Regions from separate parts of the Columba livia genome. Here region 1 is linked to region 2. Evidence: chromatin contacts called from public Hi-C data. All regions are on one chromosome and are shown on one strand. The core of a region is the stretch at or near the end of the contact, and the rest is flanking DNA. Distances in the headings are between cores, read along the strand shown.

Region 1 (5,013 bases), core at 765-3,264, 150 kb before region 2:
TTCCTTGCTGTGATACATGGGCTTTCTAACTATGCATGGCTGACTCCTGCTATGACCAGCTTGCTTTGATCGATAGGCAGTAAATGCACTTTATCCCTGTCCCCGGCCACAGTCCCTGAGTCCCTGTCGTGTGTCGAGGTCACTGACCTTTGCTCTCTGCCCACTGAGTCCCACCGGGGCTCATCTGGTGCTGGTTTCTGCTCCATTTCAGGCTCCTTTCTTTGACACGCTGCTCCACACCCCTGTCTTTGTGTGCTAATCTCTTTGGAACAGCAGACCGGCAGCAGGGTGAGTGAGGGTTGGTGTTAACTCCAGGGAGAGCTCTTAGCCTGGCTGCCCTTGGTTTTCAGACCAGATATCGCTTTTCAGGCAGGTTTTGGCTCACAAGAAAGTCCTGGCAGCACCCAGCTGTCACGGCACAGGGGCTCAGACACATCATCATCTCCTGCATCCTTTTTTCTCTCAGCCACAATGTGGATGGGCCCAAGCCAGCCCTATGGGGACACCAAGTTTGGGTTCAAGCCCAGACACTGAAGCTCTGCTTTATCTCTGCCTCAGAACAGAGCAGAGCAAAAAGCCACTCTTGGGACACTGCAGTGACCCATTAAAATTAATGGGGTTAAATCATCCTGGTGCAAGCCACCAACTTCAAAAGAATTACACAAGGGATGAATCTGGAGCCATTATTTTTTTCTCTGTGCCTTTCAGAAAGATGATCTACTTTCCAGACTGCTATGCTCAGCTTACATTCCGGTCAGCCAGTCTTTCTAACTAATCTAACTACCCTCTCACTGACCTCTTACTCCATGCCCTCATCTACTGTCCAAGCAACTCCAAGAACTGCTCACCTGCTCTGGTTTCTCCTGTGCAAAACTTCCCTTGTACACCTCCAACTGGCCTAATCAATTTCTTCATTCGGAGCAAATTTTAAAAATATTTAAAAACAAAACAAAACCAAAATACACCCAACCCCAAAAGCAGAGTTTCATCAGAGAAACCAGGAGGATTACATACCCACATGGTACATTCCTTCTTTACCCTAGGTTGCAGCAACAGGTAAAGGAACAAGTACAAGTGCAACGCTTGTATCCCACCACACTTACAACTACCGGGCACAAAACACAACCATGACTGATGTGTGTCACATATACTTTTTGGTAACTGGAAGCACTTGTTTGAGCTAAGGAAGTGCAGGAGACCAATGAGACAGGCAGAGAAAGCTCACATGTAACAGATATAAGCCCTCAGCTACGCTGTGATCTGGAAGCCAGTCTTGCTCCTGAGGTGGCTCATTCAAGTAACAGCGCCAGGGAGGATGGCCTTCAACTCTTTCAGCAAAGAGCTCAGTAACCTTAAAAAGCATAAATCAAACCTGTTAAAATTGGCAGAAGATTTGATAGGAAGAAATTGCCTTTGGGGGACTGCTTTTTGTCTGCCAAATTCACCCAGACACAGATCCACATATGGATTTCTAACCTATCCAGGTTTCAGTCACGATTACAGCAGCGATTGTGCTATGAACCAGGCTAGACATATTATTGTGGGAGAGCTGATGCATTAGAGGCAGACAATGAAAAACTCAGAGTATATTTGGTCCATGAGTTACTCCACTTCCAAAGTTCCCAGGTATTCAGCTCTGGGGATTTTGGCACAGGAAAAGTAGACTTGAAATTCAGCTCCTGAACTGGTTTCAAACTTTGATGAAAGTTTGGAGGTGTTTGGATCTGCAATTTTGACTAGTAGCTCCCAAAAGAGGTCGCTAATTTCTTGGGGTGAGGCAGCAGAGGATGGGAGGAACTAGTGTTATTTCACTTTGCTCTAAATGCAATGTAACCATCTGTGCAGCCGCTAAACCATGGGGCCTTGAAGGAACTACAAAATAGTTTGACTGCAAAGTCAGTCACTGAGAAACAGTCACTATTGGGCTGACACAGCCTGCTGGTACTCCTCAAACCCCTGGAAGAAATGCCGCCTGACAGCTGCTCTCTGTCTCCCATGCTTTGGCCCCATCATGTCCCCGCTAGTGTCTTTTACAGCCATGGTCAGACACATACCAACTATGTATCAGGATGAGTAACGGACTAAAAACAAAAACACAGAGCGACCAGGAGCTCTACAAAGCTGCTTGTAAATCTACTAAAAGTGGCATGTTTCCATAATAAACAATCCCTTATCGCGTTGCTCTGTTCCCGCTTAGCAGGCTGCTGAGAAAAGGGAAGAAAGTGGCGGGTTTGCAGGGTGCTGCGTTGAACTAGAGACAAGCAGGCGGTGTGCAATGGTCCGCGCTCCCTCTGCCGGCTGCATCCCCTGCACCAGCATCCTCCAGCTGCTGTCAGAGGTGATACTTCTCACTCTGGAGTCCAGACACGATTTAATACCTACTTGCACTGTGGCAACGTCTGTGCAGGCACCGTCCGTGAAGTGAGCCTGTTGTGTCAGGCTTTACACAGATAAAGAACAAAAGCGACAGCACCTATGTGAAAGATGATGTCTACGTGGCATGGCATAGGGCTGTGAAACACTCTCTAGCTGGGACTGTTGCCTCTGTGAGACACAATCCATCACCACAAAGCATGCACAAGGCACCTTGGGTTCAGTGGATGGGAAGCACTCTGGGAACCAAAAGGTTTATAAGTCTGTTATAAACAACATTCAGTTCCCTTACCCTGACAACCTCTTTTGCCAATATTCCTCGACAAGCAAGGCTCCGTAACTGCAAAAACTATTTGCCTTCCAAAGGTCTGTTGGTCAAGTGTATTTGGCTCGATATGCTTGATCATGCCACGGCAAAACTCGCAATAACTAGAAATACAAATGTATATAGATACATGCAGCTGGCAGGACCAGGGATGGAGCATGCATGTACATCCAATTTTTTTCACATTCGTAAAATATGCATTTCCAAAGTGCAGACATGATGACATTACCTTGCCACCAGTAGGACTTTGGAAAGTCTGAATCAGAAAGCACAGAAACGCTGCGCTGCCCATCAGCCACAGGTATCCTCTAGTGAGGGCTGGCCTGAGAGCTAAAATACAGGCTAGGCCATGCACAGGGAGACAAAGCAGCTCCCGTAAAGCAAATCTGGAGCAGAGAGAGACTCTGAATTCAGGAATTTTTAGCCCTTTCCTCCCACTCATCCCACAAGTCCCTGTCCCATGAGGCTCCCACTGCGCTGGCTGCACAGAGCCCCTGCACACCCAACAGCAACAGCAGGCACAGGGCACCTCAAACCTCCATTAAACAGCCTGCTTCCTGCTAATTAAATCTTGAAGGTTAATGAGCTTTAAAAGTCTAATTCCAGACTTACTTTTCTTGTGTCACTTTTGATATAATGGAGTCAAAACAGCTCACATCCAAGTTTTTAAGGTATCAGGCAATTTAATTTTTCGCTTCTCTGCTGATCTCTGAGCAGACATAACCCTTTTGATGTCCCACCCCACGTTTTAAAAGGATGTGGCAATCATGACAGTTTAGAAATGTGCATACAATTATGAATGCTAATACAATTAACAGTGAAAGGCTCATACTTGGATCACAAATCCAGCTCTTTTCCAGCTCAAACTCTCCTCGTAGGCTTCCAAGTAAATAGGTCAGATAGCAGTACAAAACTTCCAGATAAAGAAAATTAATGCTTATGCAGAAAAACAGACTAACAGAATTCTTCAGAAAGCCCTGACTAGGCACTGTCACAGAGATTAAAGATGGGAGTAGCTCCCCAGCTCTTAGATGGCAGGGTCAAATTTCACTGTGCTCAAGGCACAGTTACCCTGGGCATGTGAAGGATTTGGATCAGGGATGAACTATGAGTGGGTTTTTACCCCCGTGCTGAGTGCAAGGTCGGGATTAGTGCCTGTACCCCCCGCAAGGCATGCACACACACACGCACAGAGCAAATGATGAAAAATGCATGATCAAGTTTATTGCAAAACTCCTACCGAGGATCAAAGCTGCTGCCCGCAGCAACGCTCGCTGGCCCCAGCCAGCTTCAAATGCTGCCTTTTTGAATTTTCTAACATGGGAAAAGATCAAAAGCTTGAAAGGGAAAAAGTACATCTCCAGAGAACAGCACCTTAAGCAGGCAGGCAGTATTGCAAAGGAGGGGGATTTTGTCAGCACTCTGCAAATGCCACGGGCACAAAACTAGCCAGTTTCCCAGAAGAGAAAGAAAACTCCTCTTGGCCAAATCTAGAAACAATTAGCCCAAGCACATCCTGCTCAAAGCTAGCACTGCAACACAGGGAGTCCTTGCCACAGCCAGAAATGGTCATCACTTCTGACAACGAACCAGTTAGTACAAACTTAATGAATTCAAGTAACGGGACTGAGACTGGTGCCTCTTCTCAGAAGTGTGGAGGAAATTTCTCTTCCCAGATCCAGGGAAGCACAAGCAGCTGATTCACATCAGAGCTTGGTGAGCCCATAGCACTGCAGGCTGGGTCAGCATCTCCATCACTGAGGGCTTCCCCCAGCTTTTCCTCCCTTCCCACGTCACTCAACCTGTGTAGGGTAAGGATGCACCTTGCCCAGGACCCGCAGCCCCCTTTCCTCTCCTATGAGGAGGCACCGTGTGGCCAAGGGAGCCACTGCCACAGCATGTCCCAACAGCAGGTGGATACGGCTTCTAAAACCCCAAAAGCTGTTGCTCAAGTTTTTCAGTTCCTAATTGCAAATGTATTTTCCTCTTAAGACCATTTTACCAACAGTTCATAACTCTGTGGCTTGCAAATTGCCCAGCTCTGGGTCAGAAAGTTGCATGCAATTGTAAAACATCAGAAGCTGCTTGATTAAATCAAGTTAAAGAGGTCCTAGGCCCCTCTCCCCTTCTCCTGGGACCAGTCATTTTTTCCTTTACTTGATTGCTTAAATCTTTAGTCTGCACTACTCCTGCCCTTGCCCTGAGCCTTTCATTTCTCCTGCAAATGAAGAGAATTTTCCTTCAGAGCATGACTTGGAGAGCTTTGGTTGGAAATTTGTCCTTGTTCCATCATTGTTCAAAGGCTTCATGGTTCC
Region 2 (5,653 bases), core at 3,037-5,536:
CAGCGCTCCGGGCACCGTAGGCAGAACGCCCGGCGGCGGACGGGGGCTCGACCGGGCCCCGCCGCTACTCACGTAGTGCTTCGAGGGGTTCCTCCGCTTCTCCACGTCCACCACGTTGGCGTCCAGCACGCTGTAGGAGAGCATCTTCCAGCAGCCCGCGGCGGAGCTCCGCCGCTCCCTCCCGGCGCTGGCAGCTCCCTCTGCCGCGCTGCCCGCCGTGGCGATGCCGGCCGGCGCGGCGGGAGGGAGGGAGGGAGGATGCCCCGGTGCCGGCTCCGCCCCGTGCCGCGGCGGCTCCGCGCCCGACCCGCTGCCTCCGGCTGCGCGGCCAGTGCGGCGGAGGGAGGGGCAGGGCCCGGCTGGCGGCCCCGCCCCCGAGCGGCCCCGGGGGGCGCCGGCCAGACGGGAACGGAGGGGACCGGGAGCCACCGCCCCCGTGTGGCGGGGGGCGCGGCCTGCCCCGAGATGGCCGCCGCCCGCGGCTGCCCTCCGGGTGCCCCCTCACACAGGCCGGGACGGCAGGGGGAACCCCCCGCTCCCGGGCAGTCCCCCACCCTCTGCCTCGTCCCGGGGATGCTGAGACACTCCGGCCCGTTCTCCGGGAGACCCCGGGGGAAGGCACGGCCGGGGCAGCGGGCCCCTCCATCCCTGTAGAGTGTCCGAAATATCCGCCCGGCCAAGGTCACAGCGGAAATCCAGCAGCAGCCAGGGCTGAGCCCGCAGTCCCCCAGGGGCCGGCTGGGAGATCAAGGCCGGCCAGCCCTGGGGGATCTGTACTGTCCTGGCCCAGGACCCCACACGGACCATAGAAGGATCAAAGTTGGAGGAAGGTCACACAGACTCTCCATCGTGTGGGCTTTTAGAGCGATATACCCATTTCAGCTGTTTGTATACACACAAATAGATAAATGAGTGTCATCTTCCCCAGTCACACTTCAAGAAGAGCTCGCCCTAAAAATTTCATGTTGTTTTCAATAATGCGTCACTACTTTGCATATGATTATGTGGCAGTTACCTCAGAAATGGGAAATTACGCGTGATCTTCCAGCCAGCAGCTGATTTCATGACCTTCATTAGCTATTCACCAAATAAACTGCAGTTGCTAAGATCTCTCATTCCTCTGAAGCCTCTTCAAGAGCAGTCCATGCAGATTTTCCAATCATCTTCCAGAGTGCTGCCGGCCTGCAAGCCCAGGAGCGTAGACAGGTCGCAGCTCCTGGAGGGAAAATGAGAACGGTCATTATCAATGTGATTTCCTTATCCATGCTATAGGCACAGCTTCTGAACCACAGCTTTGGTACTGAGTTATTAGCCCTGCAACAATGATCATGAGATAGACACCAGGATCACAAAGCCGCAGATAGTTGAGCCTGAAGGCTGACATTTGAAAGTGAAGAAGTCCAGAGCTGGTTTCCAGGAGCAGCTTAATAAAGAAGAAGAACCAGGAGCAGCACCAGCAGTACACGGCTAATGGGTGCTGCCAGGTGGGAACCAGGTCCCTGCTGCACAGTGCCAGGGAAAGCTGCGCTGAACCAACCTTCTCCTTCCTCCTCAGCTACAACACACAGTTTACTGAAACTAGCGAACTGGCATGAAATGCTAAAATCTTGGCATTTCACCTAGGATGTGCATAGGCATACATGAGACCAGCTTTTGGTAATGGGTACAGAGGGGAACAGCCTCTGTTGTCGCTTTTCGGGGTTGTCTTTTCTCCTTCAGTGCACTCTCTTCCCTCGTCTTTGAGAGACTTCCCACCTCTAATCCTCACACATGACACAAGGCACCAGAACAATTATTTACATTAGAAACCTTTTCTGTTTAGACTGGCCAAGAAGTCCCTGGTGTGCAGAGCAAACAAAGAAAATTCTTCCTTGAAAATGTAAATATTCAAATAACCCATTGATAAAAATATGCCTGGTGCCGCCACTCTTTTGGTTATTGGATGCCTCTTTCTTGTGAGCCATTATCAATACATATCACACATTCCATCCCCTTCTTCTATCACTCTGTCCAAAAAGGAAATAAAAGTTCCTCTCCATCATTAAAAACACTCAGGGTTTGTTTTAAATCAGCTTTCAAAACATTTCATTGTGAGGGAAAGAGACAAAATACATCATTCTCCACACACTCTGCCCCATCCTTCCTGACATTCTTACTAACTGGCATCTTTTTATGGCATTCTTATCTGCTCTTCTAAGGAAGTAGCTGCTATTTTCAGTCAAACCTGAGACTGGTGCCTTAGGGTTTGTGCTCCCTTGGTGTCTACCCTGTACTTTGATGGCATCTGGTCCACTGTTCAACCTTTCCTCTGTTCAAGACAACTTGATTCTCCACCTCTCTGGCCAACCCTTTCCATTTGTGAAACCTGCCCAGCCCTTGTTCAGCTCTGGCTCCCTTCCTCCTCTGTCATCTGCTGGTTTTGTGCTCACCGCCACCTTCTGCTCTCCCTGTTTGTTTGCTGCATCCCTCCAGCTACGTAGGAAAAATGTATGTTGCTAGGGGCATGGATTGTTCTTTTAAAATATGTACAACACCCAGTCTAGTGGGAGTCCGATCCCAGACTATTGCAAGACTGGCAGAAAAATAACTGAAACCCGTTATTATGCTGCAGGCTTGTGAAAATCTGCTCCTCTCTTAGGCAGCAGCTGGGAAAATTAAACCGACCGGCGCTTCCCAGCCTTGTACTGAAGAGCCAGGCTCTGGCTGCTGGGATGGAACAAGAAAAAGACTGAGTACGCAGCAAAGAGCACAGTGGGTTTGCTGGGTGATGGACCCCATGCGCAGAAGAGCCTGTACCTGATGAGGACCATGAACACACAGGCTGAGACACTACAAATTTGTAGGGAAATTACTAACTTTAGGGATTTTAATCCTAAATCTCCTGGTATTTATATTTCTTTTCTTAAAGACTCCATTACTGAAGTCTTATTATCACAGGGCAATATCACTGCTATTATTAAAAGTTTTAACACATATATTAATGTCAACAGCTGATTTAATAATTCACCTTTACAGACTCATGCTTCCAATAAAATTCACCTGAGGAATACCCTGAGAAATTCAGACTTCTGGAGACTGAGATAAACCAGCTATTTAAAAAGCTTTCTTTTCTACTCAATTGCTAGGTAGGTATTTGAGCAAAGAATTTACTTTTCTTTTTTTTTTTGCCCAAACAGGTAATCACATTAGCCTCACAGATCTAATACAGCTACAGCCCGGCAACCCAGACTGTGCTCCAATTACAGCAAAAGCTGATGCATGACAGAATGCGTGCGCGACGGTCTCAGAGCTGCAGCATTACTTGACTTTTCTTATTTCCAGAGGACTTTGTCATGCTGGCAAATTTTTTGTAAATAAGCATTTGAGTTGTAAATTGAAAACACTTGGATCATGAAACCAGTGAGAAAATAAAACAAGGGACTGACTTTTCTGTGCTCCGTTAGGGCCATTTCTGATGCCTCTTATTAATTCATGGCATATCACTGGAGATAAGTAAAGCTCCTTGAATATTAAACCAGCCCTGTCTGTAGTGGGCTGAGTTGCTTTTAAAGATGACCTCTCTTTCTTGGTTTTGTGTTGGGTTTTTTTTGTTGGTGTGGTGTTAGTTTGGTTTTTTGTTTCTTTGTTTTTTTTCCCCGTTTGCGAGGGCTGGGCAGCCAGGTTGAACACAGCGTTTTCCTCTCGTGTTAGCCAGGAGAGGCTCACACGGTGCTCAGCACCCTGGGGGGAAGCAAAGTTCCCCATGAGCTCAGCCCCTTGTGGGAAGGGGAGCGTTTCAGTGCTGTGCATGACAGATCAGACGCACAACTCATTACTGGCAACTAGAGCTGCATGCATAATCTGCTAGACATGGTACTGGAGATGTGCCCCTTAGGGTTTTTTTGGCTCTGATGTGTAACAGCACAACACAGAGCCTTTGTTACACTCCCATCTCAGCTTCTGTACATACAAAACCTCAGCTTCTTAAAAGGGCTGCTTTCCGTGCAGTCCTTCCACTCCAGGGTTTCAACGTACACGTCTTTTGATAGGAGTGACAAGAATAGTAGAGCCTGTCTGGCATTCAAATCTCAAACTCTGGAACACAAAGCAAGACGCAATCTTTTTTTCCTATTTTTTAGAAGCCAATTGCTTTTTGTCTTCTTGGGAAATTACTGCTTTTCAAATAAAATTCACTCTGGAGATAAATAGGCCCAGCTAATTTGGTAGAAGCGAGCTGAAGGAACCATCTGCAGTCCTGGCAGAGCAGCCCCCACCCCAGCACTGCAGCGTGCCCCTTCCCCTCCCAGCCCCTCACCAGAGAGCGCCGCTTTATCAGCCCATCTGCAATCTGGTATAATGGAAAAAGCAAAATAATCAGTCCCCCTGCTAGCAGTGTACACGCTTTCCCAACAGCATAACAGCTTTTACTTACATTATGAAAGAGCTGCTTTACCCTCTCGGCTTAAATTATAAATTATCTTTTTCTTGAAGCAGTTACCTTACAGTTTAACCCTTTTGTGACTAATGCTATTTTTCAGCCCTTTTTAACCAGAGTTGTGGATGAAGGATTTCCAACCGCAGTATGTGCATTGTGTGCTCTGTTTAGGGTACTAGCAGCAAATTGCAGACTGTTTTTCATCCACATACACCTTGTACTTCTCCATTGTTATGAAGGCTTTGTAGATATCTGTCGACATTGTTAGAAAAAAAGACACAACAAAGCAAGTCCAAACCACACTTAATGTATCATATAAATGTCAGACTTACCTTGGAGACAGCTGAAGTTTCTCGAACTGATCACAGGTTTGGGATGGGGATTCCCCAGGTTGCTTCTTGGATTGTATTCCTGACTTCAGTTGGTCTCACTATTCTCAAAATAGCATATTTTGAGACTGGCTTCTCCCTCATCCTCTGCAAAAAACTTGGCAACCCATTACTGAAAATGCAAAATTGTTACAAATAAAGTCAATCTAGGAAGAAGTCATCTTTCTTTGCATTTTTTTCCCATGTTACCACTAACTATATGAATGGACACGAAGTCCTCTGTATTAACAGATTTAAAATTTCCACCAAGTCCTTTAAAACTTGAATTTCTGTGTTCATTATTTTCACTCATTCAACCTCTCCTGGAACCAAACAGTAATTTTATTTGTCTGCACATCCCCTAGAGAAAGTAAGAGAGTTTATCTGCCAATACCCAAACTAAAAAAAAACATTTGACTGATGGACTGTGAATTATAAAAATGTATCAATGAAACCTTATGAAAAGCTAGTCATGGAACTGCAGTTAGACTATAAATGAAAAAAGCACAAGCTCAACGCTGTAAGGAGAAATCTGCAACATGTAATCCCTACCACTCACTAGGAGAGTGCATTGATTTTTATTTTTTTCTTAGTTTACCTTCATACAAAAGCAAAGTGCTTTTCCCAGCAGAGAGACTTCTTTAGGAGGAACACTTTTGGACTTCCTCAGCAGCAACATCACCCCACAGGTAGACACAAACAGTATTTATTTTTCCCTAGTCATTACCAGATCAGACTTTGTAAGGCAGTAGTGGAGGTGCTTGGAAAACCAAATGCTCTGTAGGATGTCTGTTGCTTAGAAAAAGGAGTGAGATCAACCCAAACCAGATAATTTCTTGTGAAAAGTGGAGCTATAGTTTCTCTAGCAGGG

What was found. Hi-C and Micro-C count contacts between places; a contact is called where the count stands out from the background.
Region 1: a contact with region 2 is called in a Hi-C map of crop, with 4 times the contacts expected there. The contact joins two enhancer-like sites. A contact is called at or near these places in 2 of 2 Hi-C or Micro-C datasets (crop and liver).

Annotation. Positions count from the first base shown.
Region 1 is chr6:13,414,297-13,419,309 of bColLiv1.pat.W.v2, reverse strand. The region is part of intron 5 of SH3PXD2A (SH3 and PX domains 2A); the gene reads right to left. Among named protein-coding and RNA genes, the nearest start is that of SH3PXD2A, 150 kb to the right of the region's middle. Within about 2 kb of position 2,014, at least 2 of the 3 cell types and tissues checked have an H3K27ac peak away from gene starts, as active enhancers do.
Region 2 is chr6:13,264,569-13,270,221 of bColLiv1.pat.W.v2, reverse strand. SH3PXD2A (SH3 and PX domains 2A) reads right to left here and starts at 1,031. Exons shown (of 15, transcript XM_065067108.1): 1 at 1,016-1,031. Within about 2 kb of position 4,286, at least 2 of the 3 cell types and tissues checked have an H3K27ac peak away from gene starts, as active enhancers do.